Regions from separate parts of the Mus musculus genome. Here region 1 is linked to region 2. The links are chromatin contacts, called in public HiChIP or PLAC-seq maps. All regions are on one chromosome and are shown on one strand. Each heading gives the region's core, a stretch centred on a gene start, on an enhancer-like site or on the middle of the called end of the contact. The rest is flanking DNA. Distances are from core to core; before and after follow the strand shown. Region 1 overlaps Kat6b (K(lysine) acetyltransferase 6B). Region 2 overlaps Gm30363 (a long non-coding RNA gene).

Region 1 (5,265 bases), core at 2,460-4,959, 110 kb after region 2:
AGCACATGCAAGGCCCTGACGTCATGTGCGCTGAGTCTGGACGTAGGACGTAGGAGGCTGGGCATCTGGCTTGGAGTGAGAACAGGGAGGAAGATAGGATCGCAGAGACCCTGGCACAAGCATTGTGGTTTCCAGCCATCATAAGGCCCCTGCTGACTCTGGGTGGGAACCTTCTGAGCAGAGTCTGGTTGAGTCTTACACCCCCTACCCCTGTTCTGGGGATTGAGTGCCTCATTCATCTTAGGGAGAAACACTTAGACATTTTAATAACATGTTTCAGCTGCCATGCTACAAGCTACAAGGTGGCAGCTAGGAAGCAGCCAGGGAGGTATTGCTGCAAATCAGACAGGCGATACAAAGACATAAGGTTTTGGAAGTTGAGATGAGCAGTAATTATACAGACTTGGTGAAAGTGTTAGGAAGCCTAAAGCTTTCAGGGTTGTTGGCTTTGATAACTAGGAGAGTGCAGTTATTTATTGAAATGGACAAAAATTAGTATGTGAGTAAAGAGGGTGGAACACGTGATAGGAAAGATACTGCTTCCTAAAACTGCAACCTTGTTAGTAAGAATAAATTCCACTCAGGCTCCATGTACCCAAGACCTGGTACCTGAATTTACTTTGAATTTTTACTGTAGATATGTTTTTAAATAAAATGGTCATAATATAGCTCATTTGGTTCAGGTTTTTTTGTTTGTCTATTTTGCTTTGTTTTTAACTTCTTTCATGAACCATTGGCTTCGAGATAGCAGTAGAGGCTGGCTGCCAGTTTGACTAGTTGGGTTATAAGTTTATAGTTGGGTTATAAGCAAAGCAAACTTATAAACACCCGTGCGAGTGGTATACCCAGATAAGAGCTGTATTAGGCAAAGATTCAAAGAATGAGATAGCTAAAAGCCATGATATTACAAGACACGTGGCTACTAAAGAGCCTGACCTGGGAGGAGGGGACATTGCCACCCTCGCAAAGAACTGTTTTGGTTGAGTGCTTCTTTCATATTCACTGTTGGGTTTAAAGTATAAACTTTGTCACCAAAGCATGTTGTTGTTTTGTCATCCTCAGGCTATTGTGTAGGCGTGGATATGCTGCTAGGTGAGTGTTTCACCACTGAGCTACCAGTTTAACTTTTTACTTTCAAACAGGGACTACTAAACTTCCCAGACTGGCCTTATTCTGCAGTCTGGCTTCAGCCTCATAAATGTTTGAATTTTAGGCCTTTATCATTAGGCACAGCTCAAAACATTATTCATTTGAAAAAAAAATAGTTTATCTCTTTTCATAGTGAACTACTTAACAAGTATTTTTATTCTTTGAGAATTATTTTATTGTTTCTGTTGTGCTTATATATGGGGGGAGAGTGTGGGAGCATTTGCAAGTGGAGGTTGTAGACACTAATGAAAGTTAGTTCTCTCCTGTAGGGGGCGCTCTGGAGATTAAACGCAGCTTGTCAGGCTTGGGGCCAAGCGCCTTTACCTGATGAACCAGCTTTCTCACCCTGTGTATGGTGTTTTGGACAGAGTCTTAGGTAGCCCTGGCTGGCCTTGGGGATGCTGTATATTCAACAATGACCTTTAACTTCTGAGTCTCTCCGACGTTTTGACGGATGGGCAGTGCAGTGTTGGGGGTGCCTTGTGCATGCTAGGCAAGCCCTCTGCCAAATGAGATGGATCTCAGCTCCTAAAACAGCATTTCTTAAGCTTTTAAGACTTGAAAGTTTGTGGCTTGCTTCCTGATTGTTGACTGGGCATTCTTCTGTTCAACAAAAGGAAAGCTTGGTTTTGTGACTTCTAGCCAAGAAAAGCCCTTTTATCTCCCCATGGGCCAGTTAAAGGCTGCCTGGGGCTCTGTGATGAGCTCAGATGGTGGAACCAGCCAGTTTGCTCTATTGGATTTTTTTCTTTTTTCCAACTTCATTCTAATTGCCCTTTAGAGAATAAACTATTTCTTAACATCTGAAAGCTCAAAGGTCTAATATTGGAATTTATGGAATGGTTGAAGAGATTTCATGGCCAAACTAAAATGAAGGCTTTTTTACTGTAGGAGCAGCTTTCTCCTCCCTCTGCTGTACCCCCCAATCTCTGCCCAGCTTGATTCAAGAAGTCTGGTCTTCTAACCTTTCTTTATAGTAACATTTCCATCCAGAGTCACTAAAGGACACGTGGTGGACAGACCTGGAAATGGAGTCACTTCTGTTTGGGTTTTCCTCACAGATAGAGGTTCTGTTTGGAGGGGTGTTTATTTTAAAAGCAAGCTAGTAAGAGATAGAAACTGTCTACTACAGGCTGATGTGTTAGAAGATATGTGGACAAGATTATTTCCTTTTCCTGTATTTTCTAAGCTTTTTAAAGAAATCAGACTCTTTCTGAGGTCCGAATGTTAACTTTAGGCGTCATTCTGCTGGGCACAGCGCCGTGGAAGGATTAATCAGAGGCTCTGTATCTGGCAGGTAGAGGGGGCAGGAGCCAGAGCAGCAGGCAAACAGGTTCCGTCTGTGTGGCTGTACTCAGAGCTAGTGGAGGGTAAGGGAACCAGGAAGCAAATATAAGCAAATAATCACATTCACACTGTAGACAAGTGGGGGCATTCTGAGTGCATCCTGGGTAGACACAAATAAGGATCTACACTGTTTGTATTAATGTGTATGTTAGAATAGTCAATGAATAATTGTTGAATTGAGCTTTGAAACCAGGTAGGCATTAGGTTTAGACTAGTAAAAACCAACTATTGTACTTACATTGCCTACAGCAGAAAATGCAAGATGCTTATTTTAATTATCCTATCCTGTCAGTGTAGGGAGCAGACCTGCAGCCTTACACGTGCCAGGAAAGCAATCTTTCCTCTACCTCTCAAGTGCCGGAATTACTGGCATGTGTAAACACGCCTGTTGGACTGACTGGCTCTTAAAGATTTATTTCTTTTCATTTTATGTGTATCACTGTTCTTTCTGCATATGTGTGTGTGTGTGCATATATGTGCATGCAGTGTCCATGGAGTCCAGAAGAGCTGCTCAGACTCCCTGGAACTAGGGTTTCAGATTGTTATTATCCACCATGTTGGTAATGGGAACTGAACCCAAGTCCTCTCCAAGAGCAACAAATGCTTTTAACTGCTGAGCTATCTCTCCAGCCCATGGCTGATTTTAATAACTTACCTAAACTCTTTCTTAGTTCTGTTTCACTATTCATATGCTTTCTGAGTAATGTGTGTCCACCTTTTAAGACCCGCCCAGTGTGCCATTGTATTATTACTATTCTCAGTGGGGCACAGAACAGGCTACATACATAGAGCTTGTGGAATGGGACACTCTTTCTTCACGGAATGAATCATTGTTTAGCTTCTTGCTCAGTAGACACCAGGGGCATTCCTAGGAGCCAGTGACTTTTAGTCAAGTTAGTTCTGTGTCCAGTTTCTTTATTTTGCAATACTTATCTCAGGATCAGCTAAGGTAAGACTGAAGTATATTCATTCAGTGCAAGGCAGCAGTGTCGTGACAGGCAGCTCTATGCTACTGTTGTGAATACCTTCCCCCAAATGGAAGTTCTCTGGTAATTAACTTGTTGACCCAAGAACAGGTGCTTGACAAACTTACTCTCCCACTCCATAGTAAAGGCTGCCAATAAATTAGGACTCTTAGCTGTCAACTGGTGGAGGACCAGCTCAAGCAGATCCCTGTGGAGTAAACTGGCCTTTCTGTGTGGCTGTAGGAAACCTCTCCCGGGAAGAGCAATTCAGACAACCCAGCTAGGGAATGCCACAACTCAGCTGGAGGCCTCTCTATAAAACCCACCCCTCACAGACCGGGAAAATCAGAAATTTCTAAGGAAAAGAGAGGAGTTGGGGAGAAGGAGGAGTGGGGGGTGGTGGAGAAGATAGGAGAAAACCTCAAATAATTTATAAAATCTTTTCTGACTATGTCTCAGCAAGTAGCAAACCAGCAGTGGGTGAGCTGTTGATGGGGGCAGGGAGAGAAGCCTCAGGCTGTTGGCCAAGCACTTTACCTTTGTATAGTTTCTTTCTTATGTTGATTTGGTGTGTGTGTGTGTGTGTGTGTGTGTGTGTGTGTGTGTGTGTGTGTGTGTGTTTGCCGGCCCTGAGTGTAAAGTCTAGAATAGAACTTGGGGTAGTGTGTTTTTTCCTTCTACCATATGGGTCCCAGGAATCAACCTGCAGTCACCAGGTGTGGCAGTCAAGTGCATCTTGCTGCCCAGGGTTATTTTAGATGGTAATGGAAGGCTTTGGTCGGTTGATCTCCAAATATGTGTTCTTCCCTGTAGTTTAGGCTGTCCTAAAACATAACATGGAGCCCAGGGCAACCTTGCTGTAGCCTCCCAAATATTGGAATTACAGGTATGGTGTGGTGGGTCACACCTGGCTCTGATTGTTTGTTTATTTGTTGTTGTTGTCCCTAAAAATTATTTTTACAGCTGTTTTGTTTTGTTTTGTTTTGTTGTTTTTAGAGATAGTATCTCTATGTATCCCTGGCTGTCCCTGGAGCTCACTAGATCACTAGCTGTAGACCAGGCTGGTCTGGAACTCACATATATCCTACTGTCTCTGTCTTCCAACTTGCAGAATTAAAGGTATGTGCTACCTGCCCAGTTCTGCACCTTAAAATTCTTTGCTCACTTAAATCATTTGCTGTATGTCTGTAACTTTTTGAGAAAAGGGATTTTGTTTTACACGGCTGGTAAAACATTAAAAGTTTTATAACTGTTTCCTGCAAAATTAAGATATCAAGCCAGTAAATATTTATGACATGTGCATTCTTCAGCCTTTAGACAATAGTAAAATAACCCCGGATTAATGTCTGTGGGATGACTTTGATAAGTACAAGATGGTGAGTGAGCTTGTAGCCAGGAACTTTTGTTTTCCTGAGTTGAGTATTTCTCACTGCTGTAAGAGGTAGAACTTAGAGCTGAGTCTCTCTTGTCTGGAGTTGTTTAGTGGATCATTAGTCACATAAAGATTTGCAGAGCTTTCTGGGCTCTAGCCTAGGAAATGTTGCAGATACTCAGAGGGAGTGGCTTGGGCCTCAGCACTTATATCTTTCATGCCAGTATGCCTCGATTTACCAGAGATTATTTTCCTATTCAGAGTAAGAAAGTAGTCATTTATCTTGAATGAAATTAGTTTCTTCTACTTATGCTGGGGCTTTAGTTTTCTAACCAAAATATCTGATCTACTTTATGTATCTGCAAAGAACATATTTATATATCTGGTCTGCCTGTGTTCTGGCGTGTGTGTGTGTGTGTGTGTGTGTGTGTG
Region 2 (4,818 bases), core at 1,030-3,529:
CACTGATTCAAAGAGGGAGAGAGGTTAGAAATGCAGCCCAGCTGGTAGGATTTGTGCTTAGCAAGCATGAGGCCCTGGGTTTCATCCTTAGCACAGGACAGCCTGGGCAGGGTAGGTGGAGGAGGGGGGGAAGAAATCAAGAGGGTCAGAAGTTCAAGGTCAGCCTCATCTATATAGCAAATTCCAGGCAAAGATAGTTGGGTGTGGTGGTATACTCTTTACCTTCCATCTCTAGGAAGGCATAGGCAGGAGAATTTCTATGAGTTAGAAGCTACGCTGGTCTGCATAGAGCTCCAGGTCATCTATATTTAAAAAAAAAAAAAGCTGTCAAGAAGAAAGAAAAGAAAGAAAGGAGGAGGAAGTGAGGAGGAGGAGGAGGAAGAGAGAAGGAGAGTGGGAGAAAAAGGAAGCCAAGCAAAGATGGATAAAATTTCTCTGAAACCAAACCCACACTTAGTACTCTGGAGGCATAGAGGGTAGAAGATAGCACCAGTCCTTTATTCAGGGTTCCGGAAGCCTAGGAATAGATGTGCTAAGCCACCCAGGTCCCTTCTGTCACCAAAAGAGGTCTTGGAGAAAGGCATAAAAAGTGCCATGATATCTAAAGCTGAGAAAGAAGGCAAGGTAGTGTGAATGAGTGGCTTTGGGGACCTGCCAGAGGAAACAGGAACGCTATCCTAATGGTGAGATAGAACGAGGAGAGGGTCCACCCCCCACAGGAAGTTGCAACCACCTAGCACCCAGAACTTGAAGTCTGGGGTGTGAGGAAGGCAGAGAGAGAGCCCTGTGTGGACAGCAGTGTGATCCTTCCTTCTCCATCATAATCCTAACTGTGTGAAACTGTGGAAATGACTCAGACACAGGGCAGAGTCACTGCCACCCCTGGCATAGACAGACCTGCTGTCACCAAGCAACAGAAATTTTCTATAGGATAAATGTAAGCAAAAGACGTCAAAGGGTGGAGGCAGAAAACCACCTTATCCCTGACTTCCCTGGACCTAGAGAGACACTTTTGACTAGTATTCTTTCAGAGTCTGGAGGAATTTTCAATATTTAGCCTTCAAAACAGTGACTGGCAAGCCAGGCTCTGGTAGTACTTGCCTTTAATCCCAGGACTGGAGAAGAAGAAGCAGGAGGATCGAGTTAGAGGCCAGCCTGTTCTACAAACAAACAAACAAACACCAAAGTAAAAATAGCGACTGCAGAGCTGGAGACAGCTCAGTAGTTAAGAGCCTGTACTGCTCTTCAGAGGACCTGAGTTTGGTTTCAAACACCCTCATCAGGTGGCCCGCAGCAACCTCCAATTCAAGGGGGTCCAACTCTTCTGGCCTCTAAGAGCAGTGCACATATATGGCACATATACAGACAAGCAGGTACACATAAATATAAACTAAATGAAAAAATTAAACCCCTAGAGACTGGAACGGCTTTAGCAGGGTCTTTTATATCCCAGGATGATCTGGAACTCACTATGTAGCCAAGAATGACTTTCAATTTCTGGTTTTTAGCCCTTCAACTTCAGAATGATGGGATTGCAGATATATACCACCACATCTGGTTTATATAGTCCTGGGAATCAAATCTGGGAGTTCATGCATGTTAGGCAATCATTCTAACAACCAGGTTATAATCCTGAGCCTTGTGTGTGTGTGTGTGTGTGTGTGTGTGTGTGTGTGTGTTAAAGCCAGGAGATAGTTGTGAATGCCTTTAATCCCAGTACTCAGAAGCCAGCGGCAGATGGATCTCTGTGAGTTCAAAGCCAGCCTGGTCTACAGAGTGAGTTCCAGGGCAGCCCAGGCTGCACAGAGAAACCATGTCTCTAGAAAGAATAAAAATTCACACACAGGTTCTTGAGACTGTAAATTCTTTAAAATGGTTTATTTATGTATTCATTAATTTTATGTGTATGGGTGTTGCCTCAATTGTTTTTCTATTGCTATAACAAGACACCATGGTCAAAGCAATTTATGAAAGAAACTATTTAGCTTGGGAGCTCCAGAAGGTTAACGTCCATGGTCATCATGGCAGAGAGCAAGGCGGCAGGTAGGCAGGCATGGTGTTGGAGCAGCAGCTAAGAGCTTAAATTCTGATCCAAAAGTTGGAGGCAGAAAGAGCTAACTGGCAATGATGTAGGTTTTTGAAACTTCAAAGCCCATCACAGTGACAAACCTCTTCCAAAACAAGGCCATATCTCCAAACCAAACAGTTTCACCAACTTATAGAGGCCACCTCCAGTAGGGAGACAGGGAAGTGAGGGAGGGGGTTGCCATCCCACAGTCACAACTCTGACCTGACCAAGCCGGCCCAGTCAGTCATCAGGTTCTCAAGCTCAGGAGTGAGGGTTAAAAAAAAAAAAGACAGTTAGACAACATTGTAGCATGACCCCAGTTAATTCTGAGACTGAAAGCAAATTTAATTTTCTCAATCCACTTTTTTGTTTGTTTGTTTGTTTGTTTGTTCTGTTTTTCGAGACAGGGTTTCTCTGTGTAGCCCTGGCTGTCCTGGAACTCACTTTGTAGACCAGGCTGGCCTTGAACTCAGAAATCCACCAGCCTCTGCCTCCTGAGTGCTGGGATTAAAGGCGTGCGCCACCCCCACCCCCAATCCACTTTTTATACCATTTTAATTACATGCAAGTATTCAGGGCAAGTAGTACAATGAGGGATCAAGCAATAAACACAAAGCCCCAGGGTCACTCCGGTGATTGCTGTTTCTAAGGATGATCAAGATATCTGAGCCTACTTCTTTGTTCTACCCTAAAACCAGATTCTTACTGCCTTGTCCTTGGCCAATGTCAGATTCCTGCCTGAGCTTACTTCCTTGTCATGGCCAAAGTCAGATTCCCGCCAGAAGCCCATTTCCTTGTCCTTGGCCAATGTCAGATTCCTGCCAAGCATAACCCCCAAAGGCTCTCCACACTGATCTATAATTGTTCCTGTCTGAAAGAACCTCAAGGATGGAATGGAGGGGAGCCTGAGGAAAAGAAGGTCCAGCAACAGGCCCAAAGTGGGATCCAGCTCAAGGGGAGGTCCCAAGGCCTGACACTATTACTGAGGCTATGGAGCACTCACAAAAAGAGACCTATTATGACTGCCTTCCAGAACACCCAATAAGCAGATGGAAGAGTCAGGTGTGGATATTTGCACCCAACCAATGGACAGAAGCTGCTGACCCCGTGGTTGAATTAGGGAAAAGCTGGAAGAAGCTGAGGAGGACCAGCAGTCTCAATTAACCTGGACCCCCAAGATCTCTCAAACACTGGATCACCAACCAGGCAGCATACACCAGCTGATGTGAGGCCCCCAACACATATACAGCAGAGGACTGCCAGGTCTGGGATCAATCAGAGATGATGCACCTAACCCTCAAGAGAGTGGGAGCCCCAGGGAGTTAAGAGGTCTGGTTGGATAGAGGGTGGGGGTGGGGACATCTTTGTCAAGATAGAGGGGTGGGGAGGAGGTATGAGTTTTGGAAAAGTCAGAAGGTGGAGTTGGGGCAGGGAATAAAATTTGGAGTGTAAATAAATATAAAACAAAAAAAGAAGAAAAGATTTATTTTTGATGTGTGGCTGACAGGTGTGGGAACACATACTTGTAATATCAAGTGTGAGGTGGAGGCAAGCAGATCAGGAGACTAAGATCATCTTTAGCCACACAATAAGTTTGTGACCAGCCTGGACTACATATGACCCCCACCTCAAAACAATTATCTATTTTACAGGTAAACAAGCTGCCATTTGAGATTTAAACTCAGGTGTTCTTGGTGCCAAAACCTTAGCATTTGCCTATCCACTAGGTCATGTTACCTACTAGAGCAGATGTAGGAAGAGAAAGAGAGAGGAGGACAAATCAGGGGATGGAGAGAGAGGAAGAATGGGGAAGTGGACAGCAGGTGAGAAGGTGCCAGTGCTCCTGAGATGGGCCCTGTTGAAAAATAACCTGCTCTGTTTAAGTGCATGTGGGCTGGTACACACCCACACACTGGAAACATGGAATTGTTCATCGCAGGAAAATATAAAGAGAAAAGAACTGTGGTCTCTCGCTGCTCCAGAGCTTCTGTAACTAGAGAGGAACTGCCACTTTATTGGTGTGGGTTTATTTTCAACAATGAAGGCATTGTAGAGCTGGACATGGTGCTGCATGCCTGTAATTCCAGCACTTGGGAGGCTGAAGCAGAGGAATGAGGTGTATAAATAAGTCCAGCCTTAGGTACACAGGAGTTCAAGGCCAGCCTGAGAGAGTCTGTCTTACCACCCATAAACAAACAAACACACATATGCATACCATAATGTAGTAAGTAAATAAATGGAACTATATGACATCTATCCAAGAACCAAAGACACAAATAGGCAAAAAGAGATAAAAAGACATGCCATGTGCCAGGTAGTACTAGCACATGCCTTTAACCCCAGCACTAGGAAGACAGAGGCAGGTAGGTCTCTATGAATTTGAGGCCAGCATGGACTGCAGAGTGAGTCCAGGACAGCCAGGGCTACACAGAGAAATCCTGTCTCAAAAAACCAAATACCAAAACCCACCCCTAACCCCCAAAAAGAAACAAAGAAAAAAAAACATACCATGTAAACAGTAACCAAAAGAGAACAGAAATGCCTACCTAAGCACCAGGCAGAGAAGGAATGAAGATTTCATAGCTGTAAAATGTTCAGTGTATCAGGAAGGCTTATAATCATGAATGCTGTCAACCCTTCATATCTGTGGACTCTGTGCCTATGGAATCAACTAACATGGACTGAAATATCTTAGGGAAATTTCCTCTGTACTGCAGACTTTTAAAAATCATTGTTTCTAGGACGAAGAG

What was found. HiChIP or PLAC-seq counts read pairs in DNA pulled down with a chosen protein or histone mark.
Region 1: an H3K27ac HiChIP or PLAC-seq map of embryonic stem cells shows a contact between it and region 2, with 9 read pairs. The contact joins two enhancer-like sites. A contact is called at or near these places in 5 of 484 Hi-C or Micro-C datasets (CD4 T cells, CD8 T cells, Th2 cells and 1 more), 2 of 115 datasets of contacts at active chromatin or transcription factors (both in embryonic stem cells) and 2 of 9 other capture datasets (adipose tissue and liver).

Annotation. Positions count from the first base shown.
Region 1 is chr14:21,583,217-21,588,481 of GRCm38.p6, forward strand. All of the region lies in intron 2 of Kat6b (K(lysine) acetyltransferase 6B), which reads left to right. Among named protein-coding and RNA genes, the nearest start is that of Kat6b, 86 kb to the left of the region's middle. Within about 2 kb of position 3,710, at least 56 of the 459 cell types and tissues checked have an H3K27ac peak or open chromatin away from gene starts, as enhancers often do. A contact at or near this core is called in embryonic stem cells, where this site is marked.
Region 2 is chr14:21,472,057-21,476,874 of GRCm38.p6, forward strand. The region is part of intron 1 of Gm30363 (a long non-coding RNA gene); the gene reads right to left. Among named protein-coding and RNA genes, the nearest start is that of Gm30363, 9.2 kb to the right of the region's middle. Within about 2 kb of position 2,280, at least 15 of the 459 cell types and tissues checked have an H3K27ac peak or open chromatin away from gene starts, as enhancers often do. A contact at or near this core is called in embryonic stem cells, where this site is marked.